Regions from separate parts of the Anas platyrhynchos genome. Here region 2 is linked to region 1. A link is a contact called in public Hi-C data. All regions are on one chromosome and are shown on one strand. The core of a region is the stretch at or near the end of the contact, and the rest is flanking DNA. Distances in the headings are between cores, read along the strand shown.

Region 1 (4,832 bases), core at 1,236-3,735:
TGAATCCAAGTTGACACAACCTCTCCATGAAGCCTCTCCTTAGCTAAGCAGCAATGCAGAGCATCTTCCCACATTCTCCAGGAAATGGTCTGTGCTAATGATGTGAGGACTCTCCAGAAGCTGCTAATATCCTAAAAGGAATAAAAAAAAAAAAAAAAAAAAAAGAAAAAGAAAAAAAAAGGCTTTGCCATAGCCCTAGGTTTCCATAAGGACCATTCCTCATTGTATTTAATTCCTCAGGTGTATCCTGCTGCATTTTTCCTCAGGTCTGTTATAATCTGTATAATCAGTTCAACTGTATAATCAGTTCTACAATTTTAAAATTACAGGATAAAGAGAGAAGTCCTTGTAATCAAATATTCACCCCATCTTCCACGTTATTTTTTTGAATTAAGGTATTCCCCAAACCTTCACTTCCATGCATGTTGTGTTTCCAACATGCTATTTCCAAACATCTCCTTAATCCAAATAAACATTACTGACTTGGTTATGTTTTTCAGAACAAACCATTTTTACTGTACAGATAATCTCTTTCAAATGCTTTACAGTAATGAATTGAAAATAGAGTTTGGGGAGAAGTCACTGATGCAATGAGCATTGGTTTCCCGCAGATGTGAACGAATGCACAGGCGAAAACCCTTGCACTCAGTCCTGCGTCAATACCTATGGCTCTTTTCTCTGCCGTTGTGAACCTGGCTATGAACTGGAAGCTGACGGAGTTAACTGCAGCGGTAACTGTCTTCAGTTATTTGTTGGGTCTGGTTTCTTTAATTCTATTTGGCTTTCCTTTCCTGAAGTATTGTTTTGTACATGCTTTTTTACAAGTCTTCTGCTTTGGTCTATGGCTAGCAGCAGGATAGCCGCTAATCTGATTCTTCCAGTTAAACTACACAGCAAATGCCCAGAAAAGCACAATGGAGGATGGCTGCAAATAGTTTTAAAGAAAAAAGCTAAATCTTAAAAAGCTTTAAGATAACAGCAAAACATACAAAATGCTTTCTAGTGATAAATGGGAGCCTTAATAAAGCAAGTAAACTAGGGACAGTCCTAGAACATTCTTATGTGATTAAAGAAATAGTCATGCAAAAAGCACTTTTCCATTTGCCAGTAGAAGGCATGTATTGCTCTTGCTCTTACAACTGCACCCTTCTGCCTGAAACATTCCCTCTTTTCCTTCGGATGGTTCTGGCTGTGCTTCAGAAGTAATATGTGGTTTCTTAGCAGAGCTGATATGTTCAGTTCATAGCAGATGAAACTGTGCTTATGTCACTCTACTTCTCCCTCTCTTGTTTTTGTTTTTATTTTATTGCTTTATTTTAATTGAAGGCAAAACTTATTTCTGTGCTTAATGTTCCCACAGCCTGATAAAATTAGAGAATCCAGCCAATATTTCTTGGAAGGAAAAACACACTGGAAAATACTTGTTTTTTAATTTACAGTAAACAGATGTAACATGCTGTTTCTGAAAGAGAAGACATGTGATATGCAGTCTGTATATAGATTAGTGTATCTGAAGTTGTTCTCTCATGCAAATCTCCTTATTATGAGGGAGAGTACAAAGACCTAAATCTCTAAAGGGTCTTAACATATACAGCTGCAACACCTAACTTAAGATTTCTGCTTTCCAGTAGAATTTCTGCTTCTAAATTTTTACATGTTCCTGAGCTAGCTGAGGGCCTGAATCAACTAAGTTGAGTGCAATACCACACAAACATTGCCAGTATAAAAAGGTGCCAAGAGAGGTTATGCTTAAACCTCATTTGTGGCTGAGAGTTAAGCCTGCAAAAGGGATTTTCCACCACTCAGATTTAGGGCAGAAAAACATCTCTTGACCCTTCTGCACAAGCAAACACTTGTTGGAAGTGGGTGAAATTCCTCTGAATGAGATTCTTTCATTTCACAAACAACCACTGGACATCACTGAGGCTTGCAAAAGGAATGGCCCCTGCAGATGCAGTAGACAGAACCACTGCAGAAGGGTTTGGCTGTGTCTGCCCCATGTGGTTCAGCAGCAGCAACGTGGGGCCCTTGGGGCTTTATGTACCTCCAGCACTTGACAGCAGCTGCTCACAGGTTACATGAATCTGATGGTGCTTGAGGGCTGGGCTGCAAGACCTAGAGGGAGTGGGCGATATCCCAGTGCCCTTATGGAGTGCTTTTCTCAGTGAACTCGCTGGGGCAAGCCACACACTAACAGGACTGTGTAGCTGTGAAGTTCCCTTCATCTCTCTTTTGATTATGTGGTTGCAGACATAAAGCCACTTAAGCACATTTGGACTTCAAATACTTTCTCAAGTGCATCTGTACAAAACAACAGAAGTGTATAGATGGCCTAAGCCCAATTTAAAGAAAGGGAAATTCAGTCTGAGGAGTAAAAGTGATTTGCCTGGGAGAGTCAACATGTCAGAGCTGGGAATATGAACTTGGGAGTTCCTGGCTGGGTCTATGGCTTTTGTTTCTTTCTTCCCCTGAATAGAGAAATAAGGAAATGATTAACAGCAGCCTCCCTCAGTCTAGCGCCTTTGCATGTGTTTTCTCCTCGGTCAGCCATGCCTCCATGTGCAGCTCAGAAGTTCATCTTTCTACTTGAGCACAGTTCTGCAGAATATGATGACTGATCAATTCATGAGAAAAGGGGAAAAGAGATCATTTTCTGCTTTCAATCAGAGGTTGGACAGCCTGTTTAGCTTCCTGGGTATCTGGGAGAACTCTGGGCCTTCTAGTCGGTCTGACTCAAGCAGGGATGAGCTCTGAAGTCTTGCTTGGAACGCCTTGCAAGTAACTGGCTAGAGGCTAAGAAGCATAAAACAGCCAGGGCTGGCTGCAGGATTTCTGCTGGGACCCATGTGGCCCTGGGAAAGGGAAGTTTGCTCTCCAGAAAAAGAAGAAGAAAAAAAAAAAAAGTAAAGAAAAGCACCACCAAGTCTCTACTTACAAATTACAGTTGCAGATTTGTTATTGGAGTACCGCTATCTCTGACGTAAAACAGAACCGAAAACACAGCCAACTGGTGACAGGTATTCAAAAAGAAAAATAAATATATAAGAGCCATGCATTGTGTTGAGCAGCGGCCTTGGTTTCCCTAGGGAAAGAAAAAAAAAAAAAAAAAAAGGTTTAGCCAAGAACCTGTTTAACAGTATTTTGCCAGGCTGCCTCAGAGCTCTGAGGAGTTGGAAGGTGCCAAACTCCAGCTGGGGTGATAGGCACATAGTCTGGATGGCCCCTGCTTGTGGGACTGCTCTTTTGACTGTGAAGCCAAAAACTCTAAACTGTATTTTACCGTTGCAGACATGGACGAATGCAGCTTCTCAGAGTTCCTCTGCCAGCACGAATGTGTGAATGGGCCTGGTTCTTACTACTGTATCTGTCCTTCGGGCTATAACCTGCTTGATGATAGCAGAAGCTGCCAAGGTAAGAACATTCCAGCACCCAGAGGGACTAGCAAGTAAGTCCTGTGTCTGGAAAGAGGTTTTCAAGGACTGAGATGCTTGGTCTTGGCATTGCATAAGTGACATACTCATAGGGGCCAATTATGTGATTCTGGTGAGAACATCATCACACGAGCAGTCCCACTGAGGTCAATTGGTGTAAGGAAGGCTTTACTGCCTAAGAAACAGCTACACAGTAAAGCCCTCAGATGCCTTCCTCTCTGCTGCACGTCTCTCTTTAGTTTTCACATTCTGTAAGGTCAGAAAGCTTGAGCAGCCAATTTCTTTTTTATTTTTGCAGCACTTAGCATACGGAATCACTCCAGTAACGAGAAATGAATAGAGTAAAAACTGGTCTTAGAAGAGGGGCCAGTTATCAAAAAGCCACTTCTCATGGTGCAAGAGCATTGCAAATTTTGGGGCAATTCCTTATGATGGACATAGCAATAAAAGAGCTGTGCCTTGCATATACATCCCTGCTTGTCTTTCTCTTGTTTTTTTTTTGTGTTTTAGATATCAATGAATGTGAAACTAGAAACTTCACCTGCACTCCACAGCAAACGTGTTTCAATATCCCAGGAGAATATAAATGTTTAGACCCAGTAAGATGCGAGGATCCTTATATCCAGATTAACGAGAAGTGAGTACCATACCCACAGCCATAGAAGCAAATTCTGTCTGTGTGAAGCATATCTAGTGAACCAAATAAGCTATGTTTTTGCAACACAACCATTAAGTGTACCTAAAGAGCTATAGATACCTGCTGTTGCTGCATTTACCATTAGTAAGCTTTATACAAATAATAAATTGCAATTCCTTACCAGGTCACCAGGTGGGATATGATATGATACTCAGATGTGTGGGAAGTTAGACTGGAAAAACACTTATCAGTGAGTAGAAAAAAACAGCAAGGTTTGTAACGTAATGAGACATTTACTTACATTACTAATTGACTTCATATATGCTCAAATGCAGCCCGTTTGTTAATATGAGTATTTCCTGTAAATATTAACTAGCTCATGTTCAGGAAGTACTTTAAAAACATTAGATGCTAGTTATCGCAGGGTCCAAGTAGTTTCCTGCCGCTTAAAGGCTAAATGTGCTGAAAAGTCCACAGACTGATTTGCATTGTCTGGAAATTGGGTATATCTGAATGGGGCTATTAGCACTGTTCCTGTTTAAATATGGAACGATTTGGGTAAACAAATCGGGGGGAGGCAGCACATTTCTAAAAGTTGCCTGATTCTTTCACATTTTTGTATGTACCTGCCTGGGCCTCAAAATGTTTCAGCTCCAGCTAGATCTCTAAGTATTGCAGGCCATAGAATTTCATCCATAGTGTTTGCACTAAACCCAATTACTTGGGATTACTTGGTAGCCTAATGTATTTTATAGATAAGTAAG
Region 2 (5,422 bases), core at 2,579-5,078, 76 kb after region 1:
GCTGGAATGATTAGGGAAAGCAAGGTACCTGGAAACACCTCATTTTCCCAAGTGGCATTGGCATTTTCCTTTTCTGACTGACTGATATGAAAGGTGCTTTAATAACACACTTTGCCTTTCCTCACTTCAATTCAGTCTAGACAGAGCTGCAGCCGTTTCTCAAGAGAAAACTGTTCATTTCTTATGTGTATGAGCCCTTATATTGCCTCCTGCTTAGCGTGTCATCCATGATCAAGATTGAGAATTTCACCTGCAGCAGCTGATGACTGCTCTGCAATTCACAACAAAGTATATAGAATCATAGAATATCCTGGGTTGGAAGGGACCCACAAGGATCATTGAGTCCAAGTCCTGGCTCCACACAGGACCACCCAAAACTCAGACCATATGTCTGACAGTGTTGTCCAAGTGCTTCTTGAACTCCACCTGGCTTGGTGCCATGACTACTTTTCTGGGGAGCTTGTCCCAGTGCCCAACCACCCTCTGGGTGCAGAACCTTTCCCTAACCCCCAGCCTGACCCTTCCCTGTCCCAGCTCCATGCCATTCCCTTGGGTCCTGTCACTTTCCACAGAGAGCAGAGCTCAGCGCCTGCCCCTCCGCTCCCCTTGTGAGGGAGCTGCAGGCCGCCATGAGGCCTCCCCTCGGCCTGCTCTGCTCTGGGCTGAACAAACCAAGGGCCCACAGCTGCTTCTCGTATGCCTTACCCTCCAGACCTTTAACCATCTTCATAGTTCTCCTTTGGATGTTCTCTAAAAGTTTTATGTACTTCTTACATTGTAGTGCCCCAAACTACACACAGTACTCAAGGTGAGGCTGCACCAGTGCAGGGTAAAGTGGGACAATCACTTCACTTGACCAACTAGCAAGGCCATGCTTGATGCACCCCAGGATATGATTAGCTCTTTTAGCTGCCAAGGCACACTTGACTCATGTTCGACTTCCCATCAATCAGATAAAACCAATTATCAACACAGTTAAATATAGCTCTAATCAGCCAGAAGCTCAGAGTCTCAAATATGACATAGGAAATGGGCAGATACTGCTGCTGACAGGGCAGCAATGTATACAACCTGTATTATACTACAGTGAGAAGACATTCCTATAAGAAGACTGTGGGAAGGCCTAGTCTGGAAATGGGCTGAAACATGTCTACTGTGTAACATGTTTATATAAGTCAGCAGGAAAAAACTGTTCAGTATGCAGAGCTGATCCTGCAGCCCCTGCTCAATGTGCTAACTCAAAGCAACAGTTCAAATCCAAGTCTGGTGCTACTGAAAAGATATGATCCAGGAAACAACCTAATCATCAACAAACTAAAATCTGTAGGCAATTAGGCTTTGACTGCCTTTTGAAGGGCAACATGAGTAGCAAATTCCTCATCAGAGGAAGCAGGTTGGCCTGGGATACAAACTCCTGAAATACACATCTCTTGGAATGACCAACAGTGGAAATCAGCAATGAGTACTGACTTCGAAACCTGCAGGGAAAAAGGTAAACAACCCACTGAGATGCAGAGGTCAAGTGCACCCTCCTAGTGTTATTATTTTCGGCTGGCTAAAGACTTAGGAAGCTGACACAATTGGTTTGTGTTTCCATGATTTGCCTTGCAATCATGTGATAGTATTTCTCTTTTCCCTTCTTTTTCTTTCTGATTTTTTTTTCCAGTCGACTATGCAGTAGTTCGTAGTTTCTGTGTCAAATTGGGCATCAAAACTGGTATATAGCTGAATAAATGAGCAGAAGCTTGGTACGGAGCAGTGACTTTATTAAGTTCCTCTCTGCTTTTCACTTTGCAATGCACAATGAAAACCAGTCTCAAAAGGACTAGCAATTTAATAGGACCTTGTAAAAAGAACACATGAATGAATAGGTCTTTGTGAACTGAGTAAATTTGAATAGCTTCATTTTTTTTTCTTACAGTAGGATGTTTCATTTGTTCCACTTGGCAGTTTATGACTCCTTTGGCCACTGACAGCTGGATTCTGGTTCCTCATTAGATGTATACCCAAACTTCTCTCTTGAAGTTTAGCCAGAGGATCAGACATCCAAGGAAGTAGGATCAGTCTTGTCATAGTCATTTCTTGCAGCAATAGTGTCTCTAGTTGACCAACATTTAAGCTTTCTCATAGCTGTTCTTCCCTGTTCAGTTGCCACCTGTTTAACGTGCTTAACCTGTAACCACTGCAAGTGTTTCGCTTGTAAAAGTGAGGGGCTTATAGCCTTTGTGCCAGTAGTCATCTTAACAGTCTAGCCCCATCAAATTTTTTTAGCAAGTTAATTAGCCCTATTGAAACTAATGCCCATATTCACATGCTGGAAATACATTCTACATGTTTATAAAAGCCAAATTGTATGCATGTTGCCTTTCAAGACTAATAGCACAGTTCTGTAAGACCATGCCATGAGAAACAGAAGAGAAACATTTTGGCCACTGAAATATAGCACAAGTTGGTAAGATAGAGATCTTTTGAACAGTGTATGAGGTACAAATCCATTACAGAATTCCTAAACATTCCTAGAGTGAGCAAATATGAAGTGAATAGTTAAATTTGCCTTTTTTTTTTTTTTAATTTATTTTATTTTCATGGGTTTCCATCAAAAACATTTGCTTAAAATTTGGAACATTTCTTAAAAGTTTTGCAGATCCATATGTGTGTTTTGTGCTTTTGCTGTCTTCATAGTCTTGGATTTCAACATCAGTTGTTCCCATAGTTATCTTCAACACTGTTCTCTAAATACAGTCTGATGTCACTTGAAGTGTGTTCTGACACACTGGCTTTAGTTGAGAGGTAGATATGTGTTGTTTTGTTTTGTCTTTTTCTTTTAGTTTGTCAACACTGAAGTAAATGTGCCGAGACTGTAGCTTATTATCATAGACAATCATAACTGTTTTTTACTTTGTATTACCCAACTCTGTTTATTTCTGTTGTTTACAAGCACACTAAGCAGGCACCATCTTTTCTCTACATAGACGTGATGGTTATGTTGAGAAAGTCCTGATTCACTTCTAATATCTAGTATCTAATGCAAAACTAACATTAAAACAAAACAAAAAAAGCAAACAAACAAACCTGCATTCATTATTTTAACTCCTGGTCAGGAATTCCATTTGAGCATTGATCTTAAATGCTGAAGTGGAACTAATTAAAACCCTGCCTGTCCTTAAGATGTCTTTTTTGCCATTAAGTGTGGATAATGACATGCTAGTCTTTCAGTTCAGTGGCCAAACTAAACAAATGGAAAACAATTTTGGTTTGGGTAGAAATGAAAACATTTTATTCAACCCAAAACAAAAGGGTTTATTTTGATTTCTTGTTATGCATCAACTGGAAAATCAAATTTAAAATGAAAACGTAATTTTTTAACCTAAACCCTTGCCCAGACATCGCAACTAAACGTTACAGCAACAACATACACTGACCCTTTCATATTACTTTCATGTCAAGAAAATTTTATTATCAAATTGAATCTGACTTTGCCAATGATTTTTGAATTCTGAAAGTATGTTTTTGAGAAAATCTAGCGTCTGGTTAAAATATGAGGCTCCCTCCTCTGCTGTGAATATGGATCAACACATTTTCTTTTTCTCTTGAGGAACATAGGATTTCAAGAGAGGAAAAGCCATTCAATTTTCCTCGTTGTGCTAACAGGAACTCCCTGGAGTTCTATTTATTGTCTTCTGTTGAGGGGATTATTTTTAACTTCAGTTTTGACTGTGGTGCCCAGCCGGTCGGCACATTCACGTCCACACAGCTCCTTCTGCTCCAAGGCAGCTCTGCCAGGTCCAACAGCCATGTCCTGGCCGCCACCTCACCCACTCTGCCACACTGGCCTGGGAGGCAGATGAGGTTCAGGGCAGGCTGTCCTCGGTGTTAAAACAATGGCAACCATTGGCTCTGCCAATTTAACGGAGTGAACTGCCCTGACCTGGACTCTTTCGCACCCTTAAAAACAATGAACTGTCAGCGAACGGCACATCTGTTCGGGTAGTGGTTGTTATTTCTGCTGTGGTGCATGGGCCCCCTCCACACCGCCCTCCCACACAATATGGCGCCTGCCCCATGCAGGCAGCTAAAAGCTGCATGCTTCCATCGCTTGTCCTCTGCAGAAAATCATAGTCTTGATCTCTTCTGCCACACAGTGGCTACTGTGGAAAACAGTCAGAAAACCATATGGCAGCCCTGTGCTAAATAGGGAGATTGGAAGGGAGAGTTTGCCCCCTCATCGCAATTTTAGTCAGTCTGAAGTGCACCAAACAGCCCCGTTCCTCAGCTCTGGCTCCGTCCATGTGCCTGGGTCCATGCTCGCACACCAACACACCCTCCCCTCAAGCCCTTTCCCAGGCTCTTCACAAGTGCTACAGCTGTTCCTTTTTTTTTTTTTTTTTTTTTTTTTTTGGCGGGGGAGTAATGGAATAATGAGTTTTTTTCTGGTAAATGGATCATTTGAAAAGTGGGCAAGAGCCATGCTGCAATCTGTGGTGCTCTGTGCAGCCAGTACAGCTGGGGAGATGTCCCCATGCTAACATGGTTGTGAGGTGAGAGGACCAGGTATCACCACCAAAAAGCACAGTGCATCAGGACTGCTTAACCCACCATCATGCTGATAGCTTGGGTTATGAGTTTCCCTGAGGCCTGTGGAGAGCTCCCCGGTGGAGCAGGCTGTCCCCCTGCAGCCCATGGGTCCCACATGGAGCAGATCTCCACACTGCAGCCCGTGGAGGAGCCCCTGGTGGAGCAGGTGGATGTAGCCCGGGGGAGGCTATGGCCCATGGAAAGGCCCCACAGGAGCAGGCCCCGGGCTGGAGCTGCAGCCCATAGAGAGGAGCCCATGCAGGAGCAGGGAGTCTGGGGGGAGCTGCTGCCCATGGGGAATCTGTGCTGGAGCAGTTTGCTGCTGTGGAATGGCATCCCAGGGGAGGGACCCCACATGGAGCAGGGACAGAGAGTGACTGTGAAGGAGCGGCAGAGATGAAGTGTTAGGGACTGACCACAACCTCCACTCCCCGTTCCCCTGTGCCACTCAGGGGTAGGACATAGAAGAGGGTGAATGCATCGAAGGTGTTTGTAATTGCTTTTAGTTTCTCACTACTCTAGCTTGTTAGTAATAGGTAATAAATTACATTAATCTCCCTGTGCTGAGTCTGTTTTGCTCATGATGATAACTGTTGAGTGATCTCCCTGTCCTTTTCTAAACCCTTGAGCCCTTTGCATTGTATTTTCTCCACCTCTCCCTTGAGGAGGGGGAGTGAGAGAGTGGTTGTGGTGGAGCTCATCTGCCCTGCTAAGTAAAACTAGCACACTAGAATCTTTGCAAAGGACCATACTGAAGTAAGAAACCACCTGATGCATTTGTCTGGTGGTCTGGAAATACAGAGGTTTCACCACAGCTCCAACCCATGTCAAAATGGACAGAGATTGA

The links. A called contact is a pair of places that touch in the nucleus more often than the background predicts.
Region 2: a contact with region 1 is called in a Hi-C map of subcutaneous adipose tissue, with 1.7 times the contacts expected there. The contact joins two enhancer-like sites. A contact is called at or near these places in 5 of 8 Hi-C or Micro-C datasets (F1 follicle, liver, skeletal muscle and 1 more).

The regions. Positions count from the first base shown.
Region 1 is chr5:16,944,711-16,949,542 of IASCAAS_PekinDuck_T2T, forward strand. FBLN5 (fibulin 5) reads left to right here. Exons shown (of 11, transcript XM_021273666.4): 7 at 612-731; 8 at 3,289-3,411; 9 at 3,942-4,068. Among named protein-coding and RNA genes, the nearest start is that of TC2N, 23 kb to the right of the region's middle. Within about 2 kb of position 2,486, at least 1 of the 8 cell types and tissues checked has an H3K27ac peak or open chromatin away from gene starts, as enhancers often do. A contact at or near this core is called in subcutaneous adipose tissue, where this site is marked.
Region 2 is chr5:17,019,618-17,025,039 of IASCAAS_PekinDuck_T2T, forward strand. No RefSeq gene overlaps it. Among named protein-coding and RNA genes, the nearest start is that of PPP4R3A, 33 kb to the right of the region's middle. Within about 2 kb of position 3,829, at least 4 of the 8 cell types and tissues checked have an H3K27ac peak or open chromatin away from gene starts, as enhancers often do. A contact at or near this core is called in subcutaneous adipose tissue, where this site is marked.